Regions from separate parts of the Callithrix jacchus genome. Here region 1 is linked to region 2. A link is a contact called in public Hi-C data. All regions are on one chromosome and are shown on one strand. The core of a region is the stretch at or near the end of the contact, and the rest is flanking DNA. Distances in the headings are between cores, read along the strand shown. Region 1 holds the start of SLC25A34 (solute carrier family 25 member 34). Region 2 holds the start of DDI2 (DDI proteasomal shuttling factor 2).

The links. Hi-C and Micro-C count contacts between places; a contact is called where the count stands out from the background.
Region 1: a Hi-C map of skeletal muscle shows a contact between it and region 2, with 4 times the contacts expected there. The contact joins the promoter of SLC25A34 here to the promoter of DDI2 in region 2. A contact is called at or near these places in 2 of 3 Hi-C or Micro-C datasets (both in skeletal muscle).

The regions. Positions count from the first base shown.
Region 1 is chr7:53,069,334-53,074,326 of calJac240_pri, reverse strand. It overlaps SLC25A34 (solute carrier family 25 member 34), which reads right to left and starts at 2,619. Exons shown (of 4, transcript XM_035307846.3): 1 at 2,040-2,619; 2 at 664-729; 3 at 410-562. The coding sequence starts at 2,459. PLEKHM2 (pleckstrin homology and RUN domain containing M2) reads right to left here. Exons shown (of 20, transcript XR_621569.5): 20 at 3,381-4,339.
Region 2 is chr7:52,940,064-52,945,100 of calJac240_pri, reverse strand. DDI2 (DDI proteasomal shuttling factor 2) reads right to left here and starts at 2,050. Exons shown (of 10, transcript XM_078330439.1): 1 at 1,688-2,050. The coding sequence starts at 1,825.

The DNA of each region.
Region 1 (4,993 bases), core at 1,370-3,869, 130 kb before region 2:
CCACGGCTATGCTGCTGATCATGCCCCCAGCCAGGGCCACCAGCCAGCTGTCCGCCGGGAGCCACTGTGGGGATGGCACAGGTGCTGACCCCTGCAAATGCCCTCTACCCACCCACGTGGTGCCCTCCCAGCCTCCTACTACCCAGGGGCTAGAAGGGCTGTGGAAAGGGGAGCAGATGAGGCCCCTCTAGGCATCCCCCAGCCCTGCCACCCTGAGCTCCTTCTCAGCTTTGGGGTTCACTGCTGACCTCCTACTCTTGCTGGTACCAAGGTCTGGAGTCACCACTCTGAGGGCAGAGGCGGGGCCCCATCTGTTGCCACCCCCAGTCTTCTCCATGTGGAAGGAGGCAGGTGGCCCCTCAATCCCGTGTGTCTGTGTGGGTGGGCACAGGTGCCCCCCGCTCCTCACCTGTTGCTCCTGCACCCAGGCCTTGGCAGAGGTGAAGGTGGCCAGCTGGGCAGCTGAGCCCACCATGACTCGGGGCACAGCCCCACCCACGCCCTGCCACAGCCCGACCAGGCCCTGCTGCCGCCAGATGGTCTCCAAGGCACCCAGGAGGGTCTGTGGGGAGAGGGATCAGGGTCACTGGCCAGCCCCTGCCCAGGCTGGTAGCATGCCCAGTCCATGTCCCCAGGGAGCTCTGGGAGTGACCAGGGCCTCACCTGGTGATTGTGCTGGTGTCCTACAGCCATCTCGGCCACTGTCTGGGCTTGCAGCTGTGTTTTGATCTGTGGGAGCAGAGGGGACATGGGGTTTGGGGATGGAGCTTGGGAGAGCTGGGACGAGCTGTGTGTGTTGAGGGTTCCCCCACCTCTGTGCCTCTGAAACTCAGAGCTCCATGGTCCCAAGCCTAAAGCTTAGGGGTGCTGTGGAATAGGGTGGAGGTGCAGCTCTAGGGTCAGCCTGGGTTTTGCATCTCGGTGTGACTTGGAGCAAGTCACCGAATCTTCTCTGAGTGGTTCTGTCACGGGAAAGCTGTTCTGAGGATTAAGTGAGACGATGACTGTCCAGCACCAGCCGAGGAGGTGAGCCTTTCTCAAGGGGAGCTTTTTCTTCTGTGGCCAGGCTGGAGTGCAGTGCCACGATCTCGGCTCACTGCAACCTCTGCCTCCTGGGCCCAGGCAATTCTCCTGCCTCCACCTCCTCAGTAGCTGGGATTATTGGCATGCACCACCATGCCCAGCTAATTTTTATACTTTTTAGTAAAGACAGGATTTCACCCTGTTGGTCAGTGTGGTCTCAAACTCTTGACCTCAGGTGATCTGCCCACCTCGGCCTCCCAAAGTGCTGGGAATACTGGCATGAGTCACTGTGCCCCTTCCAGGGGTAGCTTTTTTCAAAAAAATATTTTTTTGGGGTGGTCCTGAGGTGCCCCTGCAGAGTGCACAAGAGGAGGAGGCCATCAAGGGTAGCTTTCATTCTTTTGTTTGTTTTGTTTTGTTTTTTGAGATGGAGTCTCACTGTTGCCCAGGCTGGAGTGCAGTAGTGTGATCCTGGCTCACTGCAACCTCCACTTCCCAGGTTCAAGCAATTCTCCTGCCTCAGCCTCCTGAGCAGATGGGATTATAGGCACGTGCCACCACACCTGCTAATTTTTATATTTTTAGTAGAGACAGGGTTTCACTATGTTGGTCAGGCTAGTCTCGAACTCCTGACCTTGTGATCCTCCCACCTCAGCCTCCCAAAGTGCTGGGATTACAGGTATACCCCACTGCGCCCAGCCGGGTAGCTTTTATTGTTAACATATACGAGGCCACACAGGAAGAGACGTAACCCAGCCAGGATTTGAGCCAACACATCTGCCACCCTCTGCCCCTCCCCTGGTTTAGGACCAGTGGGGCAGGGTCCCCAGGAGAGCATCGATCAGGGCTCTCCTGGGCCAAGAGGCAGATTCCAGGCCTGGGCCAGGATGTTCCAGGGAGCAGCCCCGCCCAGACTGCCCTACCCCACCCAGGTCCACTGAGCCTAGCCTTGCAGGCTGCCGGGCCCCTGTGGGATATGGGTCACGGGATGGTGGAGGATGGAGACAAGGACTCACCAGGTAAGCAGGGCTCCCCACGAAGGCTCCTAGGGCCCCTGCCACGGCTCCCGCAACCACAGTGCCTCCTGGCTGCTGCGTGAGGCCAGCCTGGCATGCCAGGCTGTAGCAGTAGAAACGGACGCTGTTCATGAGGCCTTGGTACAGCAGCCCGGCAGCCAGCCCCTTCTGCAGGCCCCACAGCCCGTCTGCTCGGGCCACAGCAGCCACAGAGGCCATGAAGCCCCGGTAGGGCCGTGGGTAGGTGCCCTGGGCTTGCAGCTCCCCCTGCAATTGCAGCCGCGTCTTCACCACCTCCAGGGGGTTGGTGAAGACACAGGCCAGGCAGCAGGCCGAGGCACCCAGCACCAGGTCCACTACTGGGGGCACCGTCTCCCCAGCCTCCGGGCCAGTGGCCTTCTGTGCCCGGGTCAGGGGCATGGCACAGGACCTGTGGTGGTGGCGTTTAGGCTGTCTGTAACTTCACAGGGCCATGGGGCTGGGATTTGCCGGGGCCCGAGGCCATGTCTAGAGGGCAAGGGTCCTGGTCTGACAGGCCCGTGGCTGCCTGGAGGCCCTGGTCTATCTCAGGAGTCCACCTGCTCTGCTCAGCTGCTCCAGGGGTCTGTTGGAGCCTTTGACACGCCTCCACCGGCTGTGACCAATCCCAGCTGCCTCTGTCCCCACACTTTCCAGCCAAGGGCGGGCCTGGACCCTGGGATCTGGGGGAAAGGTCACTTGGGACTGGAAGGCGAGCAAGGGTAGGGAGAAGGTTCCAACCAGCACAGGCACCTCCTCCTGGCCTCCCTCTGGTCCTGGGCAAAGGGCTGGCACCACTGCCTTGTCTCTAGCTTAGCCTGTCCAGCTTTGGCAGAGCCCTGGGCAGGGGGCAAGTGACTGGGAGGTCCCTGGCATGGGGTACATGGGCAACACTGACCCTGCCCCACCCATCCCTGATGTGCCCCTGGTGACTGACATCCCCTTTCCAGGACTCAGTCTTCCAGTCTGGCTCCCACCATCTACGGGCCCAGGCTCAGCAGGGGCAGAGGTAGAGAAGGGCTCTGGAGCGCTGGGAGCTGATTGGAATCCCAGGTTCTGCTCTTATGTGCGAACCTGGGCAAGTCACTTCCTCTCAGAGCTTCAATTTCTCTCATTTGTGAAATGGAGGTACTGACATCACTCCAGAAGGTTCTGTGGAGGACTGGCAATGACAAGAGTGGGCCTAGACAGTGCTGCACCCAATAAAAGGCACCCACATCCACTGCTAGCCCCTGTCCCCACTGCCTCTGGCTCTTATGCCCCCCTAGCTTCCCCCAGGACTTCAGGGCCCCTACCATGCTCAAAAAGGGCCAGTGACAAGGCTTGGCAATATAACGTGGATTTTATTTTAAAAAACAAAACCCAAACCACCTGACCCCTTCCCCAGGAGGCTCTTGACAAAACTCTAGGGAAGGGCCTGACTCCAGCCAAGCAGGGGACAGTCAGAAGATGTGTACATGGATGCCAGGCTGGTAGCTCTGCCCTTCTCCAAGCCCCCCATCCACCCATTTTGCTCCTGGGTGCTACAGGCACTGCCGGGTTGAGGGGAGAGGCGGGGCAGGGCCATGGGCATGCAGGGCCTCCTGGCAGCCAGGGAGGCCCGCCGCCCCTGCATCTGGTGAGGCAGGCAGCTATGTGCGCGGTGATGGAGCTAGGAGGAGGAAGCATGCGCAGACACCCCGTGTTCCTGCTTCCCCACGTGGCCAGGGGAGTGTTCAAACACGAACAAGGATGGCTGGGCACTCAGGGCCCCCAGGCAGCCCTGAGCCTCTGCCTGGGCCCCTGACCCAGGAGAGGAAGAGGGGGCTCCCGCTCTTCTGTTTCTTTTGCTCTTCCTTAGATCCATGCTGTTCTCAGTGCCACTCCTCGGATTCTGCAGACGGAGGAGGGCATGCATCTGCAGAGGCCTGTGCCCCCAGTGACCTCCATCTGCCACCTGTCGGGCAGGATGCCCAGGGGTGCTGGGGACCTGTTCTGGATCCCTGGAGTGGAGAGACCCTGCCTTAAGCCACACTCGGTGGTGCTGCCACCGGGGGCAGGGGTGGGCTGCAGGCTTTCAACAGCATGGCGACAGCCGTGACAGTGTGCCTGCTGGTTGGCGCGCCTTCCTTTCCTGCCCACCAGTGATGCCAACCAGCTCTGACTCAGCACCAGGGGTCCCGGGAGGCTCGGCCTCGGCAGAGGCTGTCGCTCCGCTGCCAGGCGCTGTGGATGAGGCTCAAGGCATCCTCGAATTTCTTCTTGTTGGAGGCCTCCTGGATCGCTGCGTGGGGGAGGTCCACCTGTGTTGGGGGCGCGCAGAGAACAGATGAGGGCCGCAGGGGGCTTCAGGGCTTATGGGCCCCAGGCCTGCCTCTGTCAGACCCTCCCCATCACTCTCCAGGAACAGCTTTCACGCTGCTAGGTTCTCCTGCTCTTCCAGGCCCTTGCGCTGAGGATGGGGTAGTGCCTCCTGCAGCCCCTCTGTCCTGGGAAGGCCCCAGCTCTTAGGATGGCCCAGAGAGGCAGGTGCTGCCCTCTGTCGGCTCTGCAGGGAGGATGTCGGTCCTGAGCTGTTCTCTGCCTCTGGCTAGTCCAGGCTTCCACAGGGCTAGCGCATAGCATGTGCTCAAAACCCACTTGTGCAGGCATCTCACGAGCACCCTCCCACACTGGCACTAAGCCTTGAGGACAAGGAAGAGGATACTGCCAATCCTGTGCCCCATCATCTGAACACAGCTGTAGGCCCACCACAATTTGTGCTGTTTGACTGGAACTGAGGTCAGGAATTGAGTTTCTTGGGTTCTGTTTTCAGCTTTGGCTTTAGATTCACTGGGAGTCAGGTTTTTGCCCCTTTGATTCTAAGTTTTTGTGCCTGTCCAGTGTGTGTGCTCAGGCTGGTGCCAGCACCACCATGCCCACCTGGGCCTCTGCCCCCAGACAGCTCTCTCCTTATT
Region 2 (5,037 bases), core at 801-3,300:
TGATTATAACCAGGGTACTATAACAGCTAGAGAAAAAAACCACACACACAATTGAAAAAGCCACTATCAAAAAATTGAAGAGTTGGCCGGTCTCAATGGCTCATGCCTGTAATCCCTGCACTTTGGGAGGCCGAGGCAGGAACACTTGAGGTCAGGAGTTTGAGATCAGTCTGGCCAACTTGATGAAACCCATCTCTACTAAAAAAAAAAAAAAAAAAAAAAAAAAAAAATTAGCTGGGCGTGGCGTCCCGCGCCTGTAGTCCCAGATACTCTGGAGACTGAGGCAGAAGAATCGCTTGAACTTCGGAGGTGGAGGTTACAGTGAGCCGAGATTGCACCACTGCACTCCAACCTGGTCGACAGAGCAAGACGCCGTCTCAAAAAAAAAAAAAAAAAAAAAAAAAACTCAAGAGTTGATTTCCCCTCTCTATTTAAACAGTCCTTTCCTAGTTTTCCACATGAGGCATTCACTGACAGGAACTGGTTCTTAAGCTTTTGTGGATGAACTTTTAAAATTCTTTCTGAATAGCTTTATGCCAAGGTTCTAAAGTTCACATTGTGTAAAGGAATCACACTTTCTTTACCATAAGACAGCAGAACAAGCTGTAGTTGGGCAATCGGTTTGGAAACTATTTCATAACTGCAGTAGAAAATCAAGATTTCCATTACGGAGCCTTGGGAGACCTGTATAATTTTCTTAAATGTTTAGACTTTGTTCTCCAGGCTAACTTTATCAAGTCATAATCTAAATGTTTTAGTGTTAAGGTTACAGCATTGTTGTCACCTCCCACTGATGAAGACTAGTGGCAGTCCCAAGGCATTTTAAGAATTACTTTGCTTAAAAATATGAGGCTGAACTTCTTTCCAGCAAGCTGAGTAGGGAAATGAAACCACCGAACAGCAATGATACTAGGCCGTTTCTAAGTAAATATCCTTTTAAAGCACTGAGCTTTGAACTGACCCAAACTCTGAACTGTGACCTGAAAGAAAAAGGGCCTTCTGGCTTCCTACCAGGGTAGAACCGAAAGAAACAAACAGTTTGACCTGAACCAATAGGTAGTTTTTCAAAAGAATTTAACCAGAAACGCATATCCTGGGTAAAAGAGCATTTCCAAAGACCCCAAAACGAGGTAGTGCACGTCTAAAACTTTTTTTCTTTCACCGGAAGTGCAAATCTGTGTATTTAAAGGCAAGCTGCGTATATTTAAGCAGAAACCCTCACAAAAAAAAAAAAAAAAAAAAGCAGAGGAACATCTATCTACCACAGTGATCCAAACTGGTATTTCTGGTTTGCAGGATGTATGAACCCTAGCAAACCCAGAGCTGTTTCTGAGGTCCACAACGATATCCCACATTCGGGATAGGAAAGAGAAAAGGGGCCAAAGAGGCAAAGGTAGGGAGGGCTAGGGCTGCTAAACAGTCCAAGCGCCCCTCACGTTGCAGTGGGTGCGTCTGCGGTCAGGTTCTCCGCTCCCTATCCTCGTACCCCACCCCACGTTCGGGGCGTGTGAGGGCAGCTACCGATGCCAGCTCCCCAGCTCCGTCCCGGATGCGGGGGTGAGCTGAGAATGGCTATCCCTGCTCCCCCCCAGCCCCCAATTCTTCACCATTAGCGAAGGGCGGGAGTTGGGCCCCGAGGCGGGGAGGGCTTAGCTCCGGGACAGGCCCCGCTCGCTGCCCGGCGTACCTGGCTCTCGGCTGCGGGGATGCCAGACTCGAGCTCGCACAGTGCGCGGAAGTTGTGCAGCTCAAAGTCGGCGTCGACCTGGAGGGAAAAGGTCACCTCGGAGAGGTCCCTCCGCACACAGTACACGGTGAGCAGCATGGCCCGGGCCCGACCCGGCTCGGCTCGGCCCGGCCTGGGCGCTGGGCGCAGGGGAAGAGGCGGCGGTGTGGCCTGGCTGGTGCTGCGGGAGGACGGCGCGGGCTGCTCGCTCGCTCCTTCCCTCACACACGCTCAGTGAGTCACTCCCTCCCGCCCTCACTAACAAGCACGGCCGCCGCCACCCGCCTGCGAGTCCGTCTGCCTGCCAGCCAGCCTCCCACTACTGCCGCCAAGCGCGCCGGCGGTCCGGCGCCCCGCCCCGCCGCAACGCGGCTGCCGTAAAGCCCGCCTCGCCGTCCCCGCCTTCGCGACGCAGCGGGAGGCGGGGCCGGGAAGGGGAGGATGGGGGCGGGGAAGGGGAGGAGGAAGCCCGGAGAGGATGAGAGGGGGAGGAGTGGGAAGGGGCGTGGGAGGAAAGAGGGAGGAAGGGCGAGAAAAGGGGAGGGAAGGAAAGGAACGCGGAGAAGGAAAACTCTGCTGAATGGTTGACTTAATCACAGAGATCTGTTGAGGCCCAATCTCGTTTATTCACAGAACAGGCATTGATTAAGCGCCTACCATGTGCCGGGCGCTGATGATGCGGAAATGAATTTTAAAAATCCTTCTCCATATTTCTCAATCTAGTACAGGAGTTGGTTCTAAAACGTATTTTTCGAGGTAGAAACTGAGGCTCCGAGACAGTAATTCACTTCCTGTCCCAATGATTTAGGATTAAAACCCAAATCACTACCCTCCCTAGGTTATAGAAGCCAGCTGGCTGTGGCCCACGCCTACCTCCTAGCCCCTTCTCCTGAACCCTTTCCACATTCTCAGCCCTCCCAGTCACGTAGCTCAGTTCCTCCAAGGCTCCATTCCCCTGTCTTGTAAATAATTTTCTCTCCACTTGGACTATGTATGTTTCCTAGCCCTAGCAACTCCCACCACCTAGCGCAGTGCCATTTTGGGCACAGCTTAGAATCTGCTCAATAAATATGTGCTACTTTAATGGCCTGTTTAAGGCACATAGCTGATGAGTGGTACAGGCCCAGAACTAACGTGTGGATGGGTAAGAAAACCAAAACTGAAAGATGAATTTGTAATGGATGCCAGATTAGCATCTTTCCATTTACTCCCACTCTCCCGTCCATGTAGGGAGCCCTCTTCCATTATAACAGGAGAGAAGGAGTAAATAAGATGGCTGTGGGTGCAGGTAAGTAGGTAGTTAAGTAGGCTGTTGGTGGCAGGAAAGGGAGAATTAGCAGCTGAAGGCTGTTACAAAGAAAGAAAGTAGCCGGGCCCGGTGGCTCACGGCTGTAATCCGAATACTTCGGGAGACTGAGGCGGGTGGATCACGGGGACAGGGATTGGAGACCAGCCTGATCAACATGGTGAAACCCCGTCTGTACTAAAAATACATATACATACATATATATATTCGCTGGGCGTGGTGGCGTACGCCTGTAATCCCAGCTACTCGGAAGGCTGCCTGCCAGCCTTGAGAATTGCTTGAACCGGGGAGGCGGAAGTTGCAGTGAGCCAAGATCACGCCATTACACTCCAGCCTGGGCAACAAGAGCAAAATTCTGTCTCAAAAAAAAGAAAGAAAAGCGAGAGAGAGAAAGTAGAGGAGCAGGGGATTGAAGAGAATGCTTATATCCCCTACAAGCAACAGAAAGCTTGACTATCAGTGGCTTAAACAAAGGAGGGTTTATTTTCTCAGAGGAGAGAAGGCCTGGAGGTAGACAATAGCATTGGTTGAGTGGCTCGATGACATCAGGGCCAATGCTTCTGTAACTGACATTTTCTTGAGGATTGTAATATATGGCTGGCTGCCTCCACTCCGTGCATCATTTTCCTATTCAAGGAAAAAGCTTGCCGGAAGTCCCTGTGCCAATTTTTGCTTACATCTCACTGGACAGAATTGTGTCACAAAGACTCAAGAGAGGCTAGGAAAGTGAGTATTTAGCTTTGCCTAAAGGACATAAACAGGGAGAAAGGGGATTGGGCATGGGTATTAGGAAAGACATACACAGTGCCTTCTGCAGTGAAGATTTGAAATAACCATTGCAAATTGAATCAAGTTTAGCAGAGAAATGTTATAGGACTGCCCAGTGGTGGTATCAAGGAATCAGATGAGACTGAAATCATTGATTAATTGTTGTTAAATTTGTTCTAGCTGTGCTCAGTTTCCCTGGGCTGGCAGATTTCGTTCTCCAAAGACGGCCATGACAGTGTCTCCCATCCTATATGCTCTTCCTACAATGTAATTATGACATTCCTCCCTTTCAGAAGTGGGGTGTTTGTACCTCCCTTAGAATCGTGGCTCAGCACTAACTCTGGCTTAAGTAACATTATGTATGTGATTTCCCTTCTTTTTTTTTTTTTGAGACAGGGTTTTGCTCTGTCACCCAGGTTGGAGTGCCATGACACAATCATGGCTCACTGCAGCCTCCACTTCCCAGGCTCAAGCAATCCCTCCAGCTCAGCCTCCCCAGCAGCTGGAACACAGGTGTGCACCACAACACGTAGCTATTTTTTTTTTTTTTTTTTTTTAGTAGAGATGAGGTCTTGCTCTGTTGCCCAGGCTTGATTTCCTTTTTATTATAATTTTACATTATTTTTAATTTTTAAAAAATAGGGATGAGGCCTTGCTCTGTTGACCAGGCTAATCTCCAAATCCTGGCCTCAAGTGATCCTCCCACCTTGGCCTCCCAAAGTGCTAGGATTACTGATGAGAGCCATAGTACCCAGCCACTTTATGTGATTTCTGAGGCTAGGTCTTGCCTGTGTCCACCTGGAGCCAGCAGTTCTCACCCAGCATCCAATAAGATAACCCAGACACCAATGGAGGGGACAGAACAATAGTGGACAGGCTCAGGGTAGAGCTGCTGCTTCTGGCATGGCTCCTACTCACGAAGATTTATTCAAATCAAACTATTGTGATGCTTTCAAGTAACTACTTCCAAGGTACTTTGCCCCAAAACCAGCTAATGCTACCACCAAGGGAGTTGGCAGTGCCCTGCAGTCAACTGCCAGTCTCCTCATGGTCTTGCTATCTCTTCTGTATTTCTACTGTCAAGAAACATCTGCTGGGCATGGCAGCTCACACCTGTAATCCCAGCACTTTGGCAGGCTGAGGGGAGCGGATCACAAGGTCAGGAGTTCGAGACCAGCCTGGCCAATATGGTGAAGCCCTGTCTCTACTGAAAGTACAAAAATTAGCTGGTTGTGGT